Linked DNA regions of Capsicum annuum: regions 1 and 2 are each linked to region 3. A link is a contact called in public Hi-C data. All regions are on one chromosome and are shown on one strand. The core of a region is the stretch at or near the end of the contact, and the rest is flanking DNA. Distances in the headings are between cores, read along the strand shown. Region 1 holds the start of LOC107859955 (succinate dehydrogenase [ubiquinone] flavoprotein subunit 1, mitochondrial). Region 2 holds the start of LOC107859959 (phosphatidylinositol transfer protein 3). Region 3 holds the start of LOC107859954 (cytochrome P450 90B1).

Evidence for each region. A called contact is a pair of places that touch in the nucleus more often than the background predicts.
Region 1: a Hi-C map of leaf shows a contact between it and region 3, with 7 times the contacts expected there. The contact joins the promoter of LOC107859955 here to the promoter of LOC107859954 in region 3. A contact is called at or near these places in 5 of 5 Hi-C or Micro-C datasets (bud, leaf, pericarp and 1 more).
Region 2: a Hi-C map of leaf shows a contact between it and region 3, with 3 times the contacts expected there. The contact joins the promoter of LOC107859959 here to the promoter of LOC107859954 in region 3. A contact is called at or near these places in 3 of 5 Hi-C or Micro-C datasets (bud and leaf).

Annotation. Positions count from the first base shown.
Region 1 is chr2:140,724,775-140,729,006 of UCD10Xv1.1, forward strand. LOC107859955 (succinate dehydrogenase [ubiquinone] flavoprotein subunit 1, mitochondrial) reads right to left here and starts at 2,640. Exons shown (of 16, transcript XM_016705124.2): 1 at 2,168-2,640; 2 at 1,421-1,588; 3 at 304-391. The coding sequence starts at 2,266.
Region 2 is chr2:140,652,685-140,656,451 of UCD10Xv1.1, forward strand. It overlaps LOC107859959 (phosphatidylinositol transfer protein 3), which reads right to left and starts at 2,136. Exons shown (of 6, transcript XM_016705128.2): 1 at 1,755-2,136; 2 at 1,520-1,610; 3 at 1,136-1,312; 4 at 656-754; 5 at 320-565; 6 at 1-230. The coding sequence starts at 1,582.
Region 3 is chr2:140,858,568-140,862,866 of UCD10Xv1.1, forward strand. LOC107859954 (cytochrome P450 90B1) reads right to left here and starts at 2,433. Exons shown (of 9, transcript XM_047407232.1): 1 at 2,191-2,433; 2 at 1,780-2,104; 3 at 1,376-1,528; 4 at 944-1,180; 5 at 760-852; 6 at 148-226; 7 at 1-7. The coding sequence starts at 2,393.

The DNA of each region.
Region 1 (4,232 bases), core at 1,390-3,889, 130 kb before region 3:
GGAACCCACTACCCTTTCGCCACTTCATACCTTTCTCTAAAAAGAAAGAAATTGATTGGCTTTGCCATAGAGTTTATAATACAGTATCGTAAAAAACGAGTAAGTTTGGCCCATTAAGAACAGTTTTGGAAAGCAATTGGTTCTATTTTGAAGTGGAACATGACTAAGTAAGAGGTACGAACTATAACTGCCAAGCTGCACAAATTTCTAATCTGTACTTTGACCTTCACATGGTTCATTCAAAAGAAGTATTGAGTGATGCCAACAGACATAGAGAAAATCCGACTTCAAGACAAAACTTACCTAACCAGTCACTTCCTTTAACTGTATCATACATGTGCCACCTCCAATCGTCCTCTGTCATATTGCCTAATGCAGCATTTATACCACCCTACAAAGGAAAATCACAAACAAAGCAAATAACAAGTATATTAGGTCTGGAAGCAGAAACTTGAGCAAGTACATGAACTATCCTATAATCCACACAATAAGAATTGTTATTTTTAAGGTCAATCAAACTTCAAATTATGATCCATAAGCTGCATAGCAAACCAGCGTTTCTCTCCAGTTTCTTTAAGTTAAACAGTTCTTGGCCAGGAAGTGTAGAGACAAAAATGCAGATTAACTGTGTCTGCCTAGAGAAGGGAAGGAAGTTACTTGCGGATAGCAAACATGAACAAAAAGGATTTAAGAATAGCAAGAATAATATCTTCAAACAAACAAAAAAACGAAAACAAAAAGGGCCAAGTATAATAACGCATGCATAAGGAGACCGGCAATGTCAATCCTAAGCAAGTTCCGAGCAATGATTGCGAAGGGAATACAACAACTATAAATTCCAACCCAAGACAACACAAAAATGAGCTGATGAATGAAACCCACAGTTCTAATAGACTCTAACCACAAATATACCTCAAATGGTATGGTCAAGATTGTGTCATCATGACATTCTCAACAGATAACAAGAAAAGAAGAAAACTTTAAGTGGAGGAAACCCATAACATACTATTGAGCAAGGGAAAATAATGAAAGCAAATTTTTCTCATTTGATTAAAAAATACTCCACACATACAGCTATTAACAGTTCTGTACGAACTATAACACAAATCTACCTCAACTGCCATTGTCATGAGTTTAACTTTCTAAAGAAATCCAGTGAACTTTTTTCAAGTTTCTAATCATTAATAAGAAAACTCAGTATAAAACGACTATTGTCTAGTTGGCCCAGCCCACGAATAAACATACAACCTGACAACAATGAGCAAAGAGTCCCAATTAGTGTAGACAATTTGATGTTCTTTGTACAACATATTGTCCTCTAAAATTCAGAGTCTCCTCCTCCCTACCGTAAACCATTAATAAATCTACCTAGTTCAAGAAAATAAAAACTAAAATTGGCAAATAGTTAGAATCCAGGTACCTGAGCGGCAACAGTGTGAGATCGAGTAGGAAAGAGCTTGGTTATGCAAGCAGTATTGAATCCATGCTCAGACAACCCTATTGCTGCTCGAAGCCCTGCACCACCTGCACCGACCACCACCGCATCGTATGTGTGATCCACTACCGTGTAGGACGAGCCTCCCACATTCTGCTAGACAACACACAATATTCAACCATGACGAAAAAAAATCATCAGAATCTTAGCATACTATAATAAATATATAATCATCAAAAAAGTTAAAAAAAAAAAAAAAAGCAAACAATGATTTTAAAAAAGAGGAGCTTTGCGGCTAAAGTTGATTAATCATAAACTCGAAGAATCTACAACAATCGAACATAAAGACCTTCAAAGAAGAAGATCAAATCCAATAACAGCTAGGTAGTTAACCTAATGAGACGTCAAAAATAAAACTCAATCAATCAAAAATCCTAACATTCAAATGATTAGAACAAACTTCAATATAAAATGTATCAACTAAAATTCCTAAGATTCACAAACATCTAGGTCACCGATAATGATTACAAACAAATTTCAATACAAAATGCATCAATTAGTAATACTTAAAATTCACAAACAGTTAGGTAACCGATAATGATTACAAGCAAACTTCAATACAAAAAAGCATCAATTAAAAATATCTTGAGATTCAACAACTAGATAGAATGAGGGGTTCAATATTAGCTGATCGAATCAATAGACAAAGAAAACAGATAGAAGGAACCGTACAGATTGTGAGGAGAAGAGTCGGCGAAAATGGCGGGCGCCGCCACCGGAGATGGATCTGTTGGAGGAAGCGCGAAGACCACGCGACACACAGCGCCACATTCTCGAAGGTTCCCACAGAAAACCAATATGGAGCTGCTGGAGATTGAATGAAGTTAATGTAGAAAAATGGATGTGAAAATGGGATGCTCTTTTTTTGGGTACCGGCACGGAGTTCTGGACGACTGATGATTATATTCCCACTTTAATGGAGCTACCCCTAGCGCTAATCAATATTACTAAACGGCCACTCTCACGTTCCGTTACGATACACCAGTAATTTTCTTTATTCTTTTTGGTGAAGCACTTTTGCTATCACTGAAATTTTATGGGGATGGGTTGGTACACGCTATTGGGGAAAACAATTTACTCCAATCATTTTTTATAAAAAATTGGCCTGCTTGACGACTTTCAATTAGAAAGGATAAACAAGTTGTCAATTAAGTGAAAGTCTTTCAAATTTTTTAAATTAAGTGGGAGGGATAAAACTTTTTTGAGTTTTTCTTTTTAAATTTTTTCGTTTCAACAACTTGTCTCAGTTGTAAAACAATTTTGGTAGTTATTCGACAATTAGACATAGTTGTCGAACAATTACCAAAGTTATTTGACAACTAGAAGCAGTTGTTCGACAATTGAGAGAAATTGTTCAACAACTGCGCGAAATTATTTAGACAACTAATGTAATTATCCAATAATTATTTCAATTGTTCAAAGGCTTAGTTCTTTTAAAAAACAAGTTTGTAAAACCGACTTATCCTTTTTTTAATTGGAAAGTTGGAAGGCCTTCTATTTTATTTTTCTCTGACCGGTGATTACATTTCCACTTTAATGGAAATGGAACTACCCCTAGTGTTTATCAATATTACTAAACGGCCACTATCACGTTTCGCTGCGAGACACCAGTAATTTTCTTTTATTCTTTTCTTTTGAAGACCTTTTGCTATCATTGAAATTCTAACGGATGGGTTTGGTACGCTCTATTTCAGAAAATAATGTATATATTGTTTTTGGTACTATTAATTTTTCGTTTGGTATAATTTTTTAACAAATTGCTATGTTATTAGCAATATAAGAAATTTTATTATATACATAGATATATTAAATATATAATTGTCCCTAAGAGAGTACAAAGCTAAAGAATATGGAGAGTATTTTTGCAAAAAAATATTTTAAAAAAAATAAATTATTAGACAATTAATGTTATATTTTTAATACACCAAATCAGTTATTGAAGAAAAATAATGTCATCACAACTAATCTCACATTACGAATACACTTTATTGAGCACTGTTAAACTAATCTCAGATTGCTAATATACTCTATTTAGCACTAATATTTTTATATCTCGATATTTTATTTTTTGAAAATAAAACATAGATCAAGCTTATTTACGTATTTTCTTCGGATAGTTTTAATTCTATCCACTTGTATGTATAGGTCAAACTACTTGGTTCTTGCTGAATTTTTTTATTTTTTTTTTGTTTTCTATCTGATGTTCGGTGCCCGCATTGGAGCCCCGACTAATTCGGATCGTGCGTTGTAGGGCTCATTAAGGTGACAGTGCTCCCAACAACGCACCTTAATGGGCCCTACAACGCACGATCCGGATTAGTCGGGGCTCCAATGCAGGCATCGAACATCAGATAGAAAACTAAAAAAAAATGGTGCCCGCATTGGAGCCCCGACTAATCCGGATCGTGTGTTGTAGGGCCCATTAAGGTGACAGCACTCCCAACAGAGTTTTCTTCATACCCAGGATCGAACCCTCGACCTTTAATTAAGGATGAAGCATTCCGTCCACTACACCACAACCCAGGTGGTGAATTTTTCTTTTACTACTACGTGCCAATGATTAATGATTGTAAATTGTGCTATTGATATAAATTAAACGCCACTTTCTTTGCATGAATTTGCTTTTTTCTCCGTACTAAACAACCCCCAAATGATTTTTATGTCCATAATAAATGGTAGGAGAATGGACGCGCAGATGATTTGGAAGCCATAAGGAGACTAATGGGAAAAGCTAGCA
Region 2 (3,767 bases), core at 886-3,385, 210 kb before region 3:
TGGGAGGCCACATTGTCAAAGCCCCAAAACTTAGCAGTCTTAACATCTTCTAGAGCCATCAATCTGGAAAATTCTTCATGATCGTAATTCAATGTGGCTTTTCCCCCAAACTCACTTGGAAGATTCTCAGTATCGAAAAAAGTCTTCATCAACTCCATACTATCTTTGTTATTCGGATACACAAACTTGATCTTCTCAGATGTTTTCACATCAATAAAATATTTCACTACCTGCACAAGAACAAAGAAATTTGTGATTGATCAAGTTTATAAAAAAAATAAAGGAGTCCTTGTTTAAAGTGCTCAAGGAAGAGTTTTACCTTCCAAAATGCCTCGAAAAATCTAGCTGGACTATAAAGAACAACTAAAGCAAGCCTCTCTGGATAGTGATTCTGCAAAATGTAGATAATATCTCTTGCAGTTTTAATGGAAATGTTGGTGTTTAATGACCACCCATTGAAGTCAATCAACCAAGACATTTGTTCTTCGCCTTCCGGCAGGTTAAGGCTAGCATTCTCCATCAGATAGACTAGATGACGAATGTTACCTTCTGGAGATGCTGTGTTCTGTCATCCATGAAACACAACAATTTGGATACTGATAACTTGAAATATATGGATAGGATTTTAATTAAAGGCAAAGAAAACAAGACTAACCTGTCTCCCAGGCCTCATTATAAGTACGGTCCTGCCAAGTCGGTCATGAAAATTGGCCTTAGAAACTTTGCCAGTTTCACCTTCATGTGCCACTTCATGCTGATAAATTGCGAGATCATTAATTTAGAATCATCGATCTTCCAACATTACACCGAGTGACATACATATAAAGTTGCTCTAGTAACACTTGTGCGATACCAACCATATCTAACCTCTAAGCTGCAGTATGATTTGCACTAATGATAACAATAAATTAAAATTCACCAGTATTCTAACAACTATCTAACACTTTCTGGTGTTCTAATAGAAAGTGACCAAGAAAAGTTCAAACCTTCAATAAATCAACATTATGATCTACAATGAGGATGAAAGTATTGACTTTTAGATGGCTAACTGCGACCTTGCATATTTTGGGCGATTAACTTGAGAGTACAAATTTAGTCTAGAGTATAGAGATGGAAAAGGTCAAAGAACAATCACCCAACGAATTTCTTCAGGCTTATAGGTGGATCTCCACTTGAGTGTCTCTTTGAGCATTTTCTTTGCCTTGTCAAGGTTCCAATTTCGAGCTTCTAAGTATCGCCTCAGACACGCATCAGTACAGAACTTTAAGCTTCGCCCAGATAGAGGTCCAAGAGCTGCCCTTAACTCGTTAACCTGGTTTGGCAAAGAAAACTAGTTCACAAGTACTCATCACTAACTTAGTGAGTTCAATAGTCCTGACAATTCTGTGTGAGTAGAGCATTTGCCTAGTGTTAGACCAGTGGTCAGTCTAGTTAATTCTCTATAAGCAGCAGTTGTGGGGTATTTCCACTTAACAATATGTGGATATTTTGTGAGAATAAAACTTGATCAAACTGTCACCTTTGCATCACGGCTAGCAGGATCATCAGCCTGATTCGTCTGAGACTGCTTTCCACGAAACATGGTTTCTTTTTAGTTGTTACAAGTGACTCTGCTTCATCATTAAGACAAACACTCATCTTAAATTTAGGCTTCAGGTAACGTAAGCCAGATCAGGCCAACTGGGAAAAAGCAAAAAAAAAAAAAAAAAAGAAGAGATGAGAATGACTTCAAGAACGAAATGGTAACCTTTTACCTTTCTTGGGAGATAATTAGGAAGATGCAGAAAGATTTGGACTTAAGCTTTCCTAAAAGAGATGGGCATATAGACAGAGGCATGTGATTCCCTGGATCCTTCTCTATGCACAAATAATAGCAATTGGTTCTTGTAGTAATAGCAAGTAAAAGTAGATAACCCCACTCCTAGTTGTGGAGAAATCACGCCAAGTTGGTGATCATTCACTGTAACATTGATAAAAGTGGGAACAGCCGAACAATGGAATTTTCACACGCTTGAAGTCTTCTCTTTTGGACACCATTATGCAATAATACCCAACTTTGTTACCTTTCAAAACAAATGTGTACAAATTTGGGTAGGCCTAACAAACACACTGACGGTAAAAACAAACTGCTGACCAAGAAATGTTGCATGATTCAACCCAAAATTTCAGTTTATCTTTCAAACATCTTGCCCTTCTAGAACAGGTGCAATTAGTAGTTCCTTGTGATATAGGTGGCATTTAGAAGCTTCCAAATTTAGGTAATGAATTTAATACTCAGGGGGTCAAGTAAACTTGATTTGACTAGTTAATTCTCTCCCCTCCTCTCCTCCTCCCTTTTGGTACGACTGGAGGATCCATATATTATAAATATATATATATTCCTAGGAAACGCAGCACTTCCCTACTTGATTCCATGTAGTATAAAACATTTTTTTTTAATTTCAATTTCAGTCACAACACAAATAACGGGTCTTCATAAAAGAAACAACACAGACACAAGTCAGCATAGAAACATTGTGCCTATGTCAATAAAAAGATAATTAACACAATGCTGCCCATTGAGACGAATCTTTATCATATTTATCCCGTGCCAAACATTACAAACCAAGTTTTGATATGCACACACTAAGAGGAACAAACAAATTTGTACAGGCTTGATTCTCTACGAAAAAATACGCAAAGCTTTACACTAATCTATGATATATAAAATCCTAAATGTGCAACTGCAGTGACACCTCGAGAGAGATGATGCACGAGTGCCCCTACTCCTTCAACTTCCCTCAAGGATCTTGTAGATCACCTCCCTTTCGTTTTTGAGATTTATGGACAAGGCCCTACACCTTTTTCTTTTAAAAAATGAAAAATAATATTATTTACTAAAACGTTAATAGTATTTGAACTTTGAAAAACACCCAGTATCGTATTTTCATCTTTTTTATAATTTGTCCTAATTTTCTTTTGTAAAATAACTTCCTTTGAATAATATATGGTTCGTGTTCAAAAAATATATATTTAAATTTAAATATTTATTATAAAAATATTATCAAACACAACTTGAACTTTTAAGTTTAAATTATCAATACTTGATTCGTGTTCAAAAAATATATATTTAAATTTAAATATTTATTATAAAAATATTATCAAACACAACTTGAACTTTTAAGTTTAAATTATCAATACTTGATTCCAGTGAGAACTTTTTAAATAAACACCCTGAACGACCAATGATCTTTCTCATCTGTGCAATATATAATCTCAAGAGACACTCCTAATTGGAGGTAATACTGCTGAAATGTGGTCTTGAATCTTAACCTCCTCTCCATGGATGAGATTAGTGATCGGTTCCAAGCCAGACTGTTTGGTCGAAATCCTGAATCCTATTTTCAATAAACTCACTGAAACTTATTGAAGTGAATTAATATTCTTACCCTTACCTCCCCAATTTAAACCATTTACCATGATACTAAATCTATAGAAATTCGGCCAACACAACCAATCTCACGGAGTCATTTTGATCTTTCCGATATATATTCTCACACTTCTCTCTCAAATCTCTGATAACTCCCGAGATTCTGCCTTGATTCTCTGATATATGTCACGGTGCTGAAAAGTGCATCCAGAACATTCACTTGAAACTGCAGATAACTTTGTATCAAGAAAGGCAGGGGCAAACCCATGCGTAATTTTGGAATACTCCGACACCCACTAAACTCTACATAAATTAAGTATAATTATATAAAAAACACAGAATAAATGATATAATTTAT
Region 3 (4,299 bases), core at 1,183-3,682:
TCATAACCTTTTTTTGGGTTTCAAGTTGAACAAAAAGATTGTTAAAAAGGCAAAACCAAATCAGATTTTAAAGCTGCAGGCATGCATCATCATGTACAACATAGTATTAGTTTTACTATGATCACTTTGAAACTGTCACATATATACCTTTATATCGAACATCTTTCACGGCCTTCCTGTGTAGAAACCTGACCACATTCCCAAGCCTTAGTGTCTCATTAATAACCTGCAAGTGAAGGAAAATAAGAGCATCAACATGCAAAGATTTAACTCGTGTGTTTTCCAATGTCCATGTATAGAATTTTAACAGTTACTATTAATGTATTTTAACACGTAACAGGAACATGTTTATTTTCAGGTTGTTAGCTGCCCATTTTGATGGACTTATTTTAGATGCTTTTAAGCAATTATTTAGTGTTTGTGTCCGTTTAGATTGACTTTTGACTTATATGACACAACCCATCAGTTAGAATTCTTTCGACTTATTTTTAATATTTTAACTTAAAACGAAGTGTTTAGAGACATTTTTTTAATTTATCCAAACACTTCAAAAGTGCTTAAAAACACTTTTACTAATAGGTAAAGGGTAGTTGAGAACGACACTTTTTGACTTATGGGTTATGCTTATAGGTAAAGCTATAAGCTCATCCAAACAAACTCTACTCATACTCTGTGTACGAATAGTTACGTTCAATTATCTTTTAAATGAGCTGATAGTGTGTGACATAAATGACAATAAGCTAAAGAGTAGAAACTTACACATTGAGTGAATTCCATTTTCTTATAGTCATCCCAATTCAACTCTGTTTCTCCTGACAGCTTTTTGGCTCTGGAAATCTCCAAGTGCTCTGCCTGAATTTATTACCAGCTCAAAAAAATTAAAGAATGGACTTCAACAAAATCATTAATCTGTCACTAAAAGACTTTGATTGTATATGCTTACTGTCAGTTGTTGAACAGCATCAGGACAGCTTTCCAAGAAATAAATAGACAGAGCTATGGCTACTGATGAAGTTTCATGTCCAGCAAAGAGCAAACTTAGTAGCAAATCAAGAATTTGCTCTTTTGAAAGATTTGAATTCTTCAGAACCCACCCAAGTAGATCGTTTTCATTTCCTTTCGTTTCCTTAAGCCTCTCCTCCATTTTTCTCTCAATGAATCCAAGAATCGTCGATCGAGACTATAACAAAACAGAGAAATTGGAACTTAAATTCAGGTCCTGAATAGATAGGTACAGTGTTCGAGTCAATAAAGAATCTTTTCTTCTTTATGAATCGATATTATTCAATTCCAAATCCTTCCCCCGATACCACCCAAGGAAAATTATAAACACTTACTGTTTTTACTTAAATGATATGGTGATATATAACAGTACCTGTAAGGCCCTTCTATAAGCTGTTCCTGGAAAATTCAATGGAGCAGAAACCACTCCTTTCATAAATGTGATGTATTCCTTCTTTAGCTGCTCCGTCTCTGGATTTCCAGGTTGTAAACTCATAATATGCTCTGCCATAAAGTTGAACGTGAACTGTAGAAATTTCACACAGAAAACAACAACAATTTCCAAAGTTAGATATAGCATGTTGAAGATTGAACAATTTTCATCAAGGGAGTTAAAAAATATGAAAAAAGCAAATACAGAAACATATACATTATATATATAAAAATAGTTTTAATCATGTATATACTGTTTATTTTCCGACTATGAGCCCGTCGACCCTACTTAGCTCCGCCCTGCTTATAGATAAATGAAAAAAGATAGCACTACTCCTTAATTACCTTCTTTGCTTCATCTTGTGCACTAACTACAGAATCCCGTTTCCAAGAGGCAAGAACAAGAAGAGTGTGCTTTTCAACTTCACTTAAAAGTTGATTCCTGAGCCTAGCATGGCTCAAGAAATTCAGAGAAATCATTCTCATGTCTCTATGCATTTGTCCAACTTGAACCAACATAGACCATTTTCCAAGAATCCCACCTATGCTTCTTGGATAATTGCACTCAAATAATTTTCCTTCATTCTGCAGAATGTATCTATTCAGCCCTGCATCTGCTGAAACTATTGTTGGCTCTCCAAACAAATTTGACTTGTAAATTTTCCCATACCTAGAGAAGTTCAAATTTTCAGGACAAAGATTCAACAATTTCTTTTTTAAGAAAAGAATTAAAATTGGGATTAATTAATTGATTACCTTGAGATGTGATCTTGCATGAAATCTCCAATAGTGGTAGCTGAATAAGGTCTCAAATAGCCAATAGTTTCACCAAGAAAAGGCCAACCCATGTCCCCTGGTGGAAGATTTGGAAATTTATGTTTTCTTTTGAATAGATTAAGAATAATAAGTACTGCCAAGATTGGGGGAACAAGAAAAAGAAAAAACTCCAAGTCAGACATGGACAACAATTTGATGATTTATTTCACTGTTTGTTTTTTCCTTTTTTTTCTTCTTCTATATTTTTTCCACTTTGAATACTCAACAGGGTCTGTTGCTGAAGCAGAGTTTCGAATAAGATAGTAATATTTATTAATAATAAGAGTAGTGTTATATTTATATATATGTATGCAGCAGCATCGACTATGAATCTTTCCCGTCCAGCTGCTGCTATAAAAGAAACTTTCTGTTTTGTGAAGCTCTTTTTGGAAAGTATGTTGCTTTTTATAGGCTTCTTTGTTGACGTTTAGCATTTGCGCCGTTGAGTCAGTTCCCTCTTAAAATTAAACAATTCTACTTTATTCACTAATTAAATACTTACCATCTTAATTTATTCCTAAATCCTTCCTCGCACTAAAAACTGTATTTTAAACTATCATGTATCATTACGTTTCACCTTCTTGAATACACCACCAAGATGGTGTAATAAAGAACAGAGACTAGCAACTATTTATGTTAAGACATAATTGATTTAGGCGTTGACGCGGAAGTTATATTGGTTGGAGATATAAGTTAGTGTCAAAATTATCTGTCCAGCTATTTATATCATTATAATGGGATAAGTTATTTCATATACGTAGTGAGATATTTTTATATTTTTTTTTTCAGAATAGCTAATTTCGAGATAATCAATTCTGGGATAACTTGTTTTCAACCAAACGATACCTTAATATAATCTAAAGTGACAAGTAAATACTTCAACTTTGAGTATACACATTTAGATACCTCAACTCGTCTCTACTGTATGAGTTAAGTATTCCAACGTATAAAATAATCATCTAGACACTTCTAAAATTTCTATATCACGTTAGTGTCGAGTGTCAACGAGACACTATAAGAACGAGTTACAGTATTTAATTATCCGTTGAGATCAAATTAATTTTTTTAGATATGTATTCTCAAAGTTAGAATGCTTACTGAACAATAGAAGGCAAGTCTGAACGCTTATTTATATATTGATGTCTTCATGTTCAAGATAACTTTCATACACTTTCCCCTTTTCATTTTACATTAATGCATCATCTTTCGGTTCACGAGAGAAGAAAGAAAATTATATTTGCTTGTAGTAGAATCAAAATTATGAGAAGAAAAGGAAACATACATAACTCAAAATTTACAGCATACTGAGGGAAAGGAGTAAAAGGAAGATTTCAAGGTGGCTAAAAAGTAAGGCACTTGTCCCCGTCCTGTCTCACTTGAGCTACACGTACGATAGTCTACGGCCGCAAAGCATCATATTGAGAGTTTTTTTTGAGTGTGGGTGTTTGATTGAACATAAAATTTGTAAGAGATCTTTTTTTTTTTTTTTTTTGAAAATTTTAAGTTATGTGTTTGGTATGGAAGAATTTTATTGATAAAGCAAAAACTTTAGAAAAATTAATTTTTTATATGATGTCTCTAGTGAAAGTAGAGAAGATAAATTCATAATATTCCATACTAATTATTTTTTCTCAACACTCCAACATGTTCCACCCTCATCTCCACCGCCACTTTATATAGCATTTATTTGGATCATATACAAATATGTTGGGATGATATTTTATGTTTACTTACAAAATATAAAAATAATAAATAATAAATCACTTTTATTTTTTTTAAGAAAAAATAATTTTGATGAAATATACTATTGTCACACTTTTTTTTGGCCCGCAGGGCCGGGTTGAAGGATTTTTCCAATTAAAATGACCATTTTGAATTGGAGTTATTTTATTTACAAAGTCGCCACTTGAAATTAAGTTTTGATGTTCCAAGTCACCTTTTTGAATCCATAATCAAAAGGAAATGACTCTTTATTATGGTCTGGGAAAATAGAAGACCGGGTAAGAAGTTCTGTTGACCGAAGAGAAGGTGTGAGGCACCCTCGAGTCC